Linked DNA regions of Rattus norvegicus: region 1 is linked to region 2. Evidence: chromatin contacts called from public Hi-C data. All regions are on one chromosome and are shown on one strand. Each heading gives the region's core, a stretch centred on a gene start, on an enhancer-like site or on the middle of the called end of the contact. The rest is flanking DNA. Distances are from core to core; before and after follow the strand shown.

Region 1 (5,838 bases), core at 1,273-3,772, 170 kb after region 2:
AAGGTGCATGTTCTCGCATCACTTGTTTCAGAATGGAACTCCAAAATATTAGAAACATGATTCATCTATCAGTCCGGGGTTGTGGTTCTCAACCTGTGGGTCGTGATCCCTTGGTGGTGGGGAGGTCAAACAACCCTTTCACAGGAGTCAAATATCAGATGTCCTGCATATCATGTATTTACATTACAATTCACAACAGTACCAAAAATATAGGTATGAAGTGGCAACAAAATAATTTTATGGTTGGAGATCACCACAACATGAGGAACTGTGTTGAAGGGTTGAAGCATTAGGAAGGTTGGGAACCACTGGTCTAAGGTGAGCATGCGTCAAAGAAACGCTATTTAGTGGAAGAGGTGCATGTATGAAATAAAACAAAAGCACGGTTTACAGGGTAGGTGCCAAATTAGCTCATATTCTACAGCATAAAACCCAAACAACTCTGAGGTTTTCTATACAGCTTTCTTTTGGACTCATTTGGTAGTGACCAGAATGCTAGACAAAGTTACATTCAGGAATCAGGTGAATTTCTTCACTGGACCTGGTGGATTATTTGGTTGGACTCTGGATGAATCCATGGCTCTCTGGTTTATTTCCAAGCACTGGATAATGAGCCCATGGGTCTCCAAGTCCCATATTTACAATAATTTCTCTTCTAGGTGAAGATCCCAGAGCTGTTTTCTGGTATAGAGATTGTCCCTGCCCTGCTCCATGGAGACCTCTGGTCTGGAAACGTGGCTGAGGATGAGCAGGGCCCCATTATTTATGACCCAGCCTCCTTCTACGGCCATTCTGAGTTTGAACTGGCAATTGCATCGATGTTTGGGGGGTTCCCCAGATCCTTCTTCACTGCCTACCATCAGAAGATCCCAAAGGCTCCAGGGTTCGACAAACGCCTGCTGCTCTACCAGCTCTTTAACTACCTAAACCATTGGAACCACTTTGGGCGGGAGTATAGAAGCCCATCCCTGGGGATGATGAGGAAACTGCTCAGGTAGCAGAGGGCTGGACCTAATAAAACGTCAAACTGGATCTCTAACTGGGCTACTTTTGAGTCGGCCTCCAGAAATTCATCAAGAGGCTGCGAGGCTATGGCAGTGTAGCACTTCCCAGGGAGCTATGTATGGAGCTCAGGCTGATACCATAGGATCACTGTTCCTGGCAAGCTCCCACCTCAGCAGCTGAAGCCCCAGGTACCACAATTGAGTAGAGAAAGAAGGGTCATGCTCCTGTGGCTCTGGTCATTCAGTTGCAATCACTACCAGATCCTCCCCAGCACTTCACTTTTTTTTTTCTATTTTTTTTTTAGACATTATTTTGTGTACTCATGCATTCAAATATGTGCGTACAGGTCAGAGTACAACTTGTGGTTCTCTTCTTCCACTGTGTGAGGACCAAACTTGTCAGCCCACAACATATCTGAGAAGACTGCTCTGATACAGATTTAAGACAATAGGAAGTCTTTATTCGCTGGCCAGTGACTACACTGGGTATTCTGGATCCCAGCATAACAGTGAGCCTTCTCAGGGTGAACTTTTAACCACACACACACACACAAAAAGTTCTGGATTGACATACCTCAGTTATCAACAATAGATAGCCAGAAGCAGAACCAGAGAAGCCAAAAAGCAGTTAGCACATTCAGTGACTTTTCTGGACTGATGGACTTTGAAGGATCAAGTCTTTGTTTTCAATTTGGCTGGCGGGTGCTGAGTTTTATAGCCTAAATGGCACTTTCATCATGAAGTCAGCTGTGCTAAGGTTTGGGGGCCTACTGTTACATATTCAAGTCCCGAGGTTTAGTGCAGGAAACTTTGGACACTAAACTATCTAACCACTCCAGTCCTCCACTTTCCAGGGAGGTTTGTTCTGCCGGTGAACGCAGGGCCAGCAGTGTGCAGCCCATGCCTTTTGTCAGGACTGCTTTGGGTGGCCGTAATGGTGCTGATGTTTGAGAGGTCATGGCAAAAGCCTTCATCCTGGAGCAACACCCTATTGCTTCCTACACGCTTAAAGCATCCCTCCAACCCAACACTTGGAGGCGCTCCCAAGAATGGCGTTGCCTCATTCTTGCCCCCACACTCAAAACCCACTCCTCCCCTGCGTTCATACAACACCCTTCCATTCTGGCTCTTTCTACTAGCTCAGCTTTCATGCACTTTCCTGCGCTAGCTCAAAACCTTCCAGGTTCCCGCCCCCAATTTCAAACACAGTTCTTTCCGTGACCTCGTCGTCAGTACGCTAAGATTTCCAACACCCGAATCCATTCTTTGCCCAACTCCTTGTAAAGAGCGGCCCGGCCCACTCCTCCGGCCACACCCTCCTTGGCCACACCCCTTTTGGGTTCCACCCACTCCACGTTGAGGCTGAAGACATTGGAAGTTTCGTGTTCCTGGTCCTGCCCTCCACTCACGTAAGCATTATTTGCAGGCTGAGCCGACTTCGCGCGAGCTGTTTTGTTGGCTTGAGCGGCCCGTAGTTGGGGTCGAAGGTCTCGGGGCGGGGCTGGCCGCTCTCGCGCTGTATCTCCTTTCTTCCCGGTTGCCGGTAGGGTTCTTACGGAGCCTGCTACTGGCACGATGGTACTGAGCAACGAGCCGGCTGCGAGCGCCGCGGAGGAGGAGGTGGAGGATGATGCGCTTGTCCGCGCCTCCACCCTGGAAGCGTTCGGCGAGAGTGCGGAGACCCGCGCGCTGCTCCGCAGCTTGCCGGCGGTGCACCGCGAGCGCGCGGCCCGGGAGGTGGCGGAGGAGCGGTTCCGCGGTGCGGGCGGGGCCCCGAGTCTCTATCTTGAGGTCCTTGCATCTGGGAGGAAGGGACTTGGGGAGCCATACCTCCTGCCTGCCCTGCGGTGCCCAGGAACTGAGCAAAGCATACTTGAGACCTCTCTGTGGATAGGGAGGGAACGAGCAGATTTGCTGAGGAAAAACCTACCAGTGCTTCAAGCAAGCAGAGAAGCAGCCTGGCATGGGGGTTTTGCTCCTATGGGGCCCCGCTATGAGACCAAGGCTCTGCAAACTCAGAGCATCAGGTTTATTTAGGATCTCTGCTCCAGGCAGGGCAGGAGAATGGGCAGTGCCGTTAGGTTCCCTTGGTGGTTCTAAATCCCCCAAGTTTAGGTAGTCGTTTGTAAAGGATACTGTCTGTCATCATTTTTGCCAATCTTACACAAACCTAGACGTATCTCAGAAGAAATCTCAAGTGGGTAATTTCCACCACCAACCAGATTGGCTTGTGGGCATGTCTTTGTGACATTTCCTTAATTACTAATTGATGAAGGATGGCCCAGCCCGCTGTGGGATGTATCATCCCTGGCCTGTGGGATGTATCATCCCTGGCCTGTGGGATAGCTGAACTTGAGCCTGAGAGCAAGTAAGCAAGCAACACTCCTCCGTAGTTTCTGCCTGTATTGCTCTAATTCATCCCTTCAATTTCCTCAATGATGGGCTGTGTAAGCCAAATAAACCGTTTCTTCCTCAAGTTGGTTTTGGACAGTTTTATCACAGCAACAGAAGACAAACTAGGACAATGTCCAAATGAACCTTTTGATAATAACAGTTTTGTACCTGAACAAAATCATCTTTGTGAATTCTTTAGCCAAAAAATTCTCTCCATAATGTCTTTTTTTTTTTTTTGGATGGCGCTCAAGGTTTTGGGAAAGACAGGGTGGGCTTAGTGGAAGGAATCTGATGTGGCAGGCGAGAATGCAGAAGCAGAGAAACATTGGATTGGGTGTAAACAGATTAATTTCTGGTAGGGGTTGGGAAGCAGGTGACCAGGGTTGGGGAGGTTGTACAGCTATTGGTTTGGTGATTGTTGGAATGGGAGGGTATCATGGTTAGCAGGGGAGGACTCAAGAAGTGGAAGAGGGTCTAACGAGTTGGGGAGGTGGAGTTGTAGAAAGTGAAGAAAGGGCTGGAGAAGAAAACCAGTCAGCATCAGAGGATGTGTGAGAAGAGGATCTGAGGGGAAGGAGTGCAGAGCAAGAGAAGAGTAGGAGGCGTGGTCACACTGGTCCTCAAGAACCTGACAGATGTTGGGCAGCTGTGTTGCATCTGTCAGCAAGAAGTCAGGTGTGTCCCTGGGTGTCCCAAGGACTAGGAAGATGCTAGCTGTCCCATTAGAGTGACTGAGAGCCAATAGGAGAGTCTCTGAGGTTCACCTGATTTGATTTTCTTGTTATTTTCCTTTTAGTAATTATGGACAAATACCAGGAGCAGCCCCACCTCCTGGACCCACACCTCGGTAAGCATAGAGACTGGCGATTGGTGGTTCAATGTCAGACAGTTGGGAAGGCCTGTGTGTACTGCTGGCACCTGCGTGTGCTATCGGCAGAAGGTGTGAGATGAAGTGTCCCCAGAGCTTTGTGCTTTTATTTTGTCTGTGATAATGAACAGCTTGGAGTTCAGATATCAATCTAGATTGTGTGCAGGTGTGTCTAAGCTGCTTTCTGCTTGTTGCTATTGAAAGAACACATCTTCTCTTCTTATGTGCGTTTTAGTCTGTTAAGTGTGAACAGCTATTATCTTCCTGGTAATTGTTACGCAGGGTCATGGGCTTTACAAAGCTCCGATTTTACCTACACAGCAGTGGATGAGGTCATCTGTCATCTCCGTTTTGTAGACAGAGCCACTAAGGCTTGGTTTCAGGTATAAGAGTGTTGTACAGGACTAATCTCAGCCACCATCTGTGGAGTTCAGCTGGGCACACTCATTGTCCCAGCTGGGCTTGTTGACTATTTACATCCCCTCACATGGAGGCAAGAAGCATCACTAGGCCCTCACCTGAGTACCCATGGCTCTCTACCACCTGTTATATGCAGCTTTGCCCTAATTGCAGTGTCCTTGGGAAGGGCCTAGACTCTAGGTTTCTCCTGTGGGTTGTGACCCCCACAGGGGTCACATATCAGATATTATGATTTATTAACAGTAGTAAAATTACAGTTATGAAGTAGCCATGAAATAATTATGGGATCACCACAACACAAGGAATCATGTTAAGGTTCACAGCATTAGGAAGATTGAGAACCACTGTAATGTGTGTGTGTGTGTGTGTGTGTGTGTGTGTGTGTGTGTGTGTGTGTGTGTGTTTATGTGTATGTGTGTGTATGCCAGACAAGATTAGGGGATGGAGGAGAGAATCCCATCTATGTTAGTGTCATCTTAATAAGCATGTTGACGTTTTTCTCTTACCCAGCTAGCTCCCAAATTGAGGCAGAACTTTTTTATTTATTTACCAGCTTTAAGGCACAACAACTGAGCAGTATTAATCTATTTTTAATCTTCTTAGCTAATCCTAGGGTGCTTACATGTACCCCTAGGAAGAAATTTTAGCAACAGAGAGAGACTTTTGTTTGCTTTTCATTGCTTTTGTTATATTTGAACCTATTTCACATTAATTACGTTTTTTGTTTGACTTTTCTCTTTTTCTGTTTTGAGACAGAGTCTTGTAGTGTAGCCCTGGCTGGCCTTGAATTCATGGAAGTTCTCCAGCCTCAACCTCCCAAGTGCTGGGATTACAGGTGTGAACTACAACTCCTGGCTTGTTTTTTTTTTTTTTTTTTTTCTTTTTGAGGTAGGATCTTGCTAGGCAGCCCAGGCTAATTTCAAGTACTCTTGATAGTTTTTTTAGTCTTGTTCTGAGTTTTTTTTTTTCCCTTTCCTTTCCTCTTTCTTTCCTTCCTTCCTTCCTTCCTTCCTTCCTTCCTTTCTTCCTTCCTTTCTTCCCAGGAGGATCCAACCAATTTAACCATTGTAGTAATCTCACAGTTCCTGTGTAAGGTCTGTTATCATAAGCTACATGATACAAACGGGGAAATCGAAGTACAAGTCTGAAAGG
Region 2 (5,983 bases), core at 2,895-5,394:
GATGCAACTGGCAGCTAAGCTGGGAACAGCACTCATCTGAGGGGCACAACTGGCTGAGAGGGTAGTGCAGGAAATGTGACTTCTTTTCCACTAGGCAGAGTACATGTGGGTTCCCTTCTGCAGCTACAGATGGGAAATTGCCTGAAGAGTTTTCTCTGGTTTACTATTTGAGAGAGTGCAGTCCATTGTGTCAGAGAAGACACCTCACATCTCACTGTTCACAAAGCACCCTGTCTTCTGTGGATGTGACTCCTTGTAAATACTGAGTTGAAATGGAAGATTTATTACGATTTTTATTTATGTGTATGTGTGTCTATGTGAGTAAAAGTCAGGTGTGTATGGGTATCTACAGAGGCCGTGGATAGAGCTGGAGTTACAGGCACTTGTGAGCTGCATTGTAGGTGCTGCAAACAACTTTGGTCTTCTGGAAGAGCAGGAAGAGCTCTTAACTGCTGAGCCATCTCTCTAAACCACTGAATATAGTTTTTCTTAAAGTGTGTGTGTCTGCCTGTGTACTGCTGGGATTGGGACTTGGGTATGTCATGTGCTAGGTAAAAACTGAGCTATATCTCGAGTGCACACACAAACCCTTTCTCGCTCTCTTTATTCTGAGACAGGGTCTCACTAAGTTACCCAAATTTTCAGCTCACTTTGTAGCCTGGGTTGGCCTTGAACTTTCCATCTTGATCCTCCTGTCTCTACTTCCCAAGTGCTAGGATTACAGATTCACCACCACACCCTGTTTTTACAGTGATGGACTGCATGCAGTTTGGGGGTATACTAAGCTGGCACTCTGATAGGTAAGCTATGTCCCCAGCTGTGTTTCTCCTTTTCCCTTCCCCATCTTCCCTTCTACCTTTTCTCTTCCTCCCTGTATTTCCCTTGCATTCTCCTCCCCTACAGAAACAGCCTGGTCCCTTGAACTCTGGCTCAAGGGATCCACTTGTCTTAGCCAACCCAGCAGATGTGACTACTGCGCTCAAGTCACTGATGGAGAGTATTCAATAAAGTCTCAGAATCATACTATCCCAGACAGATATGGGAGCACACAACTTTGATCACAGTGCTCATAAGTTAGAGACAGAGGGATTCTTTTAGTTGGAGGCCAGCCTAGTCTACATAGTGAGTCTCAGAGTAGACGGAAATAAGTGATGGAGAAACTATCTCAGAAGACGAAACAAATCCTTTCCCTCCGCCCACCTTCCTGCTTCCTTTCTTCAAACTTGGGTGGTTTTGAGGCAGTTGTAGGCCACTGCACCCGGCCATACCTCTCTCTCTTCCATGTATGTTCCCTTGATCTTCAACTTCTCTTCTTCGTTCTGAGATACCGTCACGTTTAGCCAAGGCTTGCTTTGAACCGATTCTCCTGCCTCCGTCACCTCCCAAGTGCTGGGGTGAGAGGCATGAGCCACCATGTCTAGTGATATTCCCTCTCAAATCCCAACATCTTAAGCCTTAATACCAGCACTGCAGGCAGAGGCAGGCAGATCTCCTGAGTTCAAAACCAGCCTGGTCTACAGAGGGAGTTCCAGGACAGTCAGGGCTACACAGAGAAACCTATCTCACCCCCCATGCCTCTAAAGGAAAAACTTGGAATATTTTTAAAAATTCAAGATGGAACGTATATTATTCATTTGTGAAATTCATAAAAAAATCAGATTTTCCTTGCCTATCATGCACAAAGTCCTAGATCTATCCTGAGCACCACATGAACAGGCATGGCAAGTGCCTTTTATCCCACCATATGGGAGGTGCTGTTAGGATCAGAAGTTCAAGGTCATCCTCAGAACTTTCAGTGTTTGAGGTGAGCCTGGGGTACTTGATGCCTCAAAAGGAAATAAAGAAGGAGACAAACCATCTCTCACAGCGCCACATGGATTTCTAGCCTCGGTTGCTTCACATCATTGCCAGCTCCTTATACTGACAGTCATATTAATAATTTTAGCCCCTCCAATAGGTATCAGGATTTTTGCTTACATTTATTTTTGAGATAAGCTTGCCAACAATTGAGATAATCTTAGACACACTCTGCCATTTTGTAGCTGTGTGTTTATATAAATCAGTGTTCTTAACATTGATAATCATAAAATCAAAATTTGCTGGAGTATACATTAAATCTCAGTTCTTGGGATGCAGAGGAAGGTAACTCTTGAGTTCTGGGCCAGCCTGTTGATCTACATGGTGAGTTCTATGCCAGTCAGGGCTATATAGTGAGACCCTATCTCAAACAAACCAACCAACCAACAAATATGGATCAACTCTGAAAAACATCAATGATGCTCTATATCCTGCAGGATCAAATGTTCATCTGGGTGGAAATGGGGCATAGGAGGGAGTATGGGCAAGTGTATCCGGGGGGCTCACTGGGCAACCAGCCTTGTCAAAACAGTGAACTCCAGGTTCGTGGACAGACCCTGTTTCAGAAAAAGACAATGGAGAAAAGCCACTGAGGAGGACATCCTGACATAAATCCCTGGTGTCCACATGTCCCACAGTAGGACACACAGACTCTTCTACAATACATACACAGGAACAGACAGGCACATGTATCCTATTAGTATACAGAGTAGTTTTCATCTGTGATAAATGGTTAAGTTTACATGTATATTGAAGAATTGCTTTAAAACAAATATCTTTATTATAAGTGTTTGGTTTGGCCAGATATGGTGGCTCATGCCTCTAATCCCAATACTTGGGAGGTAGAGGTGGGTGGATCTCTTTGGTTTTGGGTGACCTTGGCCTATATAATAAGTTCCAGGCCAGCCAAGGCTATATACAACTGTCTTTCCCTCCCCACAGAAAACACCAAGACCAACCACAAAAGCCAAACAAAGCAACATAAGTGTTTGCTTTGTCTGCTAAAAGTTAGATCTAGCCCTGTTTTATAGATGCTAGAGGCACATGGTACAGCCTCAAACCCACCCTAGGCTCAAATACATATTAAAGCAAGAGTTCAGGACAACGCAATAGTGTCACTAAGAATGGGAAAACATTTCTTGGTCTTGAACATGCTTTTTTCCTTTGACTGTGTTTTGTCTTTACATTCTTACCTAGTTATATCATTTCCATAGTTATCTCTACATCACCTACAATGCCTCAAATTAATATTTAATGAAATGGCTCTCTGCCATGTTTATAGTAGAAAGCAGTTTGAACCCTTAGGAATTTATACTGTAATTACAGGCACATATATGTCAAATAAGATATGTAAATGTTATAAAGGAACATTAATTTCTATTAAATTTATTGTAAGTTCAGACACATAGAATGAATTAAAATGCAAAATGTTCTGATGCCTCCAGTCTGGGGCCTCTATTTAGAAGCTCTTGGCTAGAATGACCATATTTATCCTGTGCAGCTTAAATCCAGACTGCTCTCAACCTATCCACTCTCCCTGACTTGAACTCCTTTTGTACATCAGTGAGAGAACACTGTGTCCCATCGCCTGCACCCAGGGGCCACCATATTGCTGTGACGTTCTTTATGACCACGTACCTCTCTTACCAGAGCTAGAGCAGGTGCATCCACTACCCTACGGTCCCAGGGAAGACACTAGGGGTCTCAGCTTCGCCTCTATCTTGGCACGGGCTTCCAGAGCCCCTCACAGCCGGCTCGATCTCCATAGCTCTGCTCTTCCCACGGGGCCCCGTAGTGGTTTCGTTTTTTTAATGGGAGAGATGGGAACACACACACACACACACACACACAAATTGGCAAAATGTTCAGATTTGCAGTCCTTGGTATGAATTACTGAGTGCAGAACTCTATGTATTACTGGGATAATTTCTGTTACAGCCCTGCGCTGTGACACATCGGTCAATGCGGCAGGTTCCCGAGCAGCGTGCATGATTCTACGCAGCCTAGGGCGGAATGTCAGAGTGGCTAGCGGCTCCCGGGGCGCACTCGCGCCCACCATGACCTTGGACCCCCGCTCAGTCCGCGAACGCGCGCGGCCCCACGCCAACTCCCTACTCCGCCCCGGGTTTTCCGCGCCGCTGCGGCCAACCTGCGTCGCGCGACGACGCCGGACGTGCGAGCGCTCGGCGGCGCAGCTTTCCATTGGCCGGCCTCGGTAGCCCCACTGCGTGCGCCGCGCCCATTGGCCGGCGTGCCCGTCCGTCGTAGGGCCCGGCGCGCGGCCGTGCGAGCTCCCGCCCTCGCAGCTCTCCTCGCCGGCCGGCGGTCTCCGCGACCGTGCTCCGCTCGCGCGGCCCACGACCGCGCCCGGGCCTCGGCCCGCTAGGGCGCCCGCGCGGATCGGCCAGGCCTCGCAGGCGATGGCGGCCGCGGCGGCGCTCTCGGGCGCGGGCGCCCCTCCCGCGGGCGGCGGGGCCGGGGGCGGCGGATCCCCGCCGGGCGGCTGGGCCGTGGCGCGGCTCGAAGGCCGCGAGTTCGAGTACCTCATGAAGAAGCGTTCGGTGACCATCGGGCGCAACTCGTCGCAGGGCTCGGTAGATGTGAGCATGGGCCACTCGAGCTTCATCTCGCGGCGCCACCTGGAGATCTTCACGCCCCCGGGCGGCGGCCATAGCGCGGCCGCCCCGGAACCCGCGCAGCCCCGGCCGGACGCGGGCGGCGACTTCTACCTGCGCTGTCTCGGCAAGAACGGCGTGTTCGTGGACGGGGTGTTCCAGCGGCGGGGGGCGCCGCCGCTGCAGCTGCCGCGCGTGTGAGTGGCGGGCGGGGGCTGCGGCCTGGACCTGACCCACAGTGGCTACCCACCGCAGGGAGGGACCCTGACCCACAGCAGCCACCCCGAGGGAGGGGCGGGACCCAGACCCCCTAACCATCATCAGGCAGGATTCAGAAGACCCACATCAGCTGCCTATGAGCAGGGTCAGACCCTGAACCAGACCTTCTGGTCACCATCAGGGAGGGATCCTGATCCGCTATCCAGGAGCAAGGAAGGCTAGACTCACCACCAGGATCCATTCACTACCATAACCAAGACCTGACTGATTCTGACTTACCCTAGTTTAATACCCACTACCAGAGCTGGGACCACAACCCCCAGCGCTCCACCCGGAGTGTTTAACCTGGCTGGCCCACTCATGTCTGCCCTCACACCGCCGTTCCCATGCACTGGTATCCTAGCCCACAGCCCTTTGTCCAGTCCGACATGGGACTCTCAGAACACAAACCATCATTTCTGTCTTCAACCCTCAGCCCTCCCTGCCATCATCACCAGCGTTGGTGGGTGGAAGTTTTATGAGTGCTGTGTGCCTAACCATCAGGGAGGAAGCACCCAAGGGAGATGTTAAGCTGTGTGTGGTGGAAAACTGCCCTGAACTAAAATACCTATCTAAAATGAAGAATAGATACCTGTTACCTTTTTTTTTTTTTTTTTTTTAAATTCACGTTTCAATGGCAAGACATTTTGGAGGTAGTGTCTTAAGCCTAACAGTTCTCTTCCCCCAATGTTTTTGTAGCCTGAAAATTAAAAACCCCAAACATGAAGGATTAAAAACCTGTCCAGAAATCTGGGAAAACTGGATATTTCAACACAGTAATTTTTAAAAAGCACCTTTAGCCGGGTGCAGTGCCTTCAACCTGTAATCCCAGCACCCTGGAGGCTGAGACAGTAGAAATTTGAGTTCCAGGCTAGGTTAGACTGTATAGTAAACTCTAGATTAGTTTGGGTTGTATGGTGAGACACTGTCTCATAAAACAACAACAACAAAAAAACAGAACAAAGAGTGTTTGGTTTTTTAAGGAATTATAAGATTGTGTAGAGTGAGAAGGGAGCCTCATAGGGAACTGTCAATCACTGTACAAAACAATTTTCAATTTGGTTCTGTGGTTGGATAAACTTATCATTTACTGTGCTTGAAAAACAACTTTGCTCTCTAGGAAATGCTAATTATTCCTCAGGTTCCTTTCTAGATCATTGCTAGTACAGCTTTTGCCACAGACTGAAGTTTTTAATTGCTTTCAGTTTTTGGAGATAATGGTAAGAGCCGTGGTTTTAACTTAGGTTTGATGT

The links. A called contact is a pair of places that touch in the nucleus more often than the background predicts.
Region 1: a Hi-C map of frontal cortex shows a contact between it and region 2, with 2.8 times the contacts expected there. The contact joins the promoter of Tbcd here to the promoter of Foxk2 in region 2. A contact is called at or near these places in 2 of 12 Hi-C or Micro-C datasets (frontal cortex and prefrontal cortex).

What each region holds. Positions count from the first base shown.
Region 1 is chr10:107,213,145-107,218,982 of GRCr8, forward strand. It overlaps Tbcd (tubulin folding cofactor D), which reads left to right and starts at 2,523. Exons shown (of 39, transcript NM_001271364.2): 1 at 2,523-2,763; 2 at 4,195-4,245. The coding sequence starts at 2,580. Fn3k (fructosamine 3 kinase) reads left to right here. Exons shown (of 6, transcript NM_001109051.2): 6 at 660-1,032. The coding sequence ends at 998.
Region 2 is chr10:107,036,789-107,042,771 of GRCr8, forward strand. Foxk2 (forkhead box K2) reads left to right here and starts at 4,145. Exons shown (of 9, transcript NM_001401861.1): 1 at 4,145-4,669. The coding sequence starts at 4,278. LOC134480920 (a long non-coding RNA gene) reads right to left here and starts at 3,989. Exons shown (of 2, transcript XR_010055927.1): 1 at 3,496-3,989; 2 at 1,967-2,414.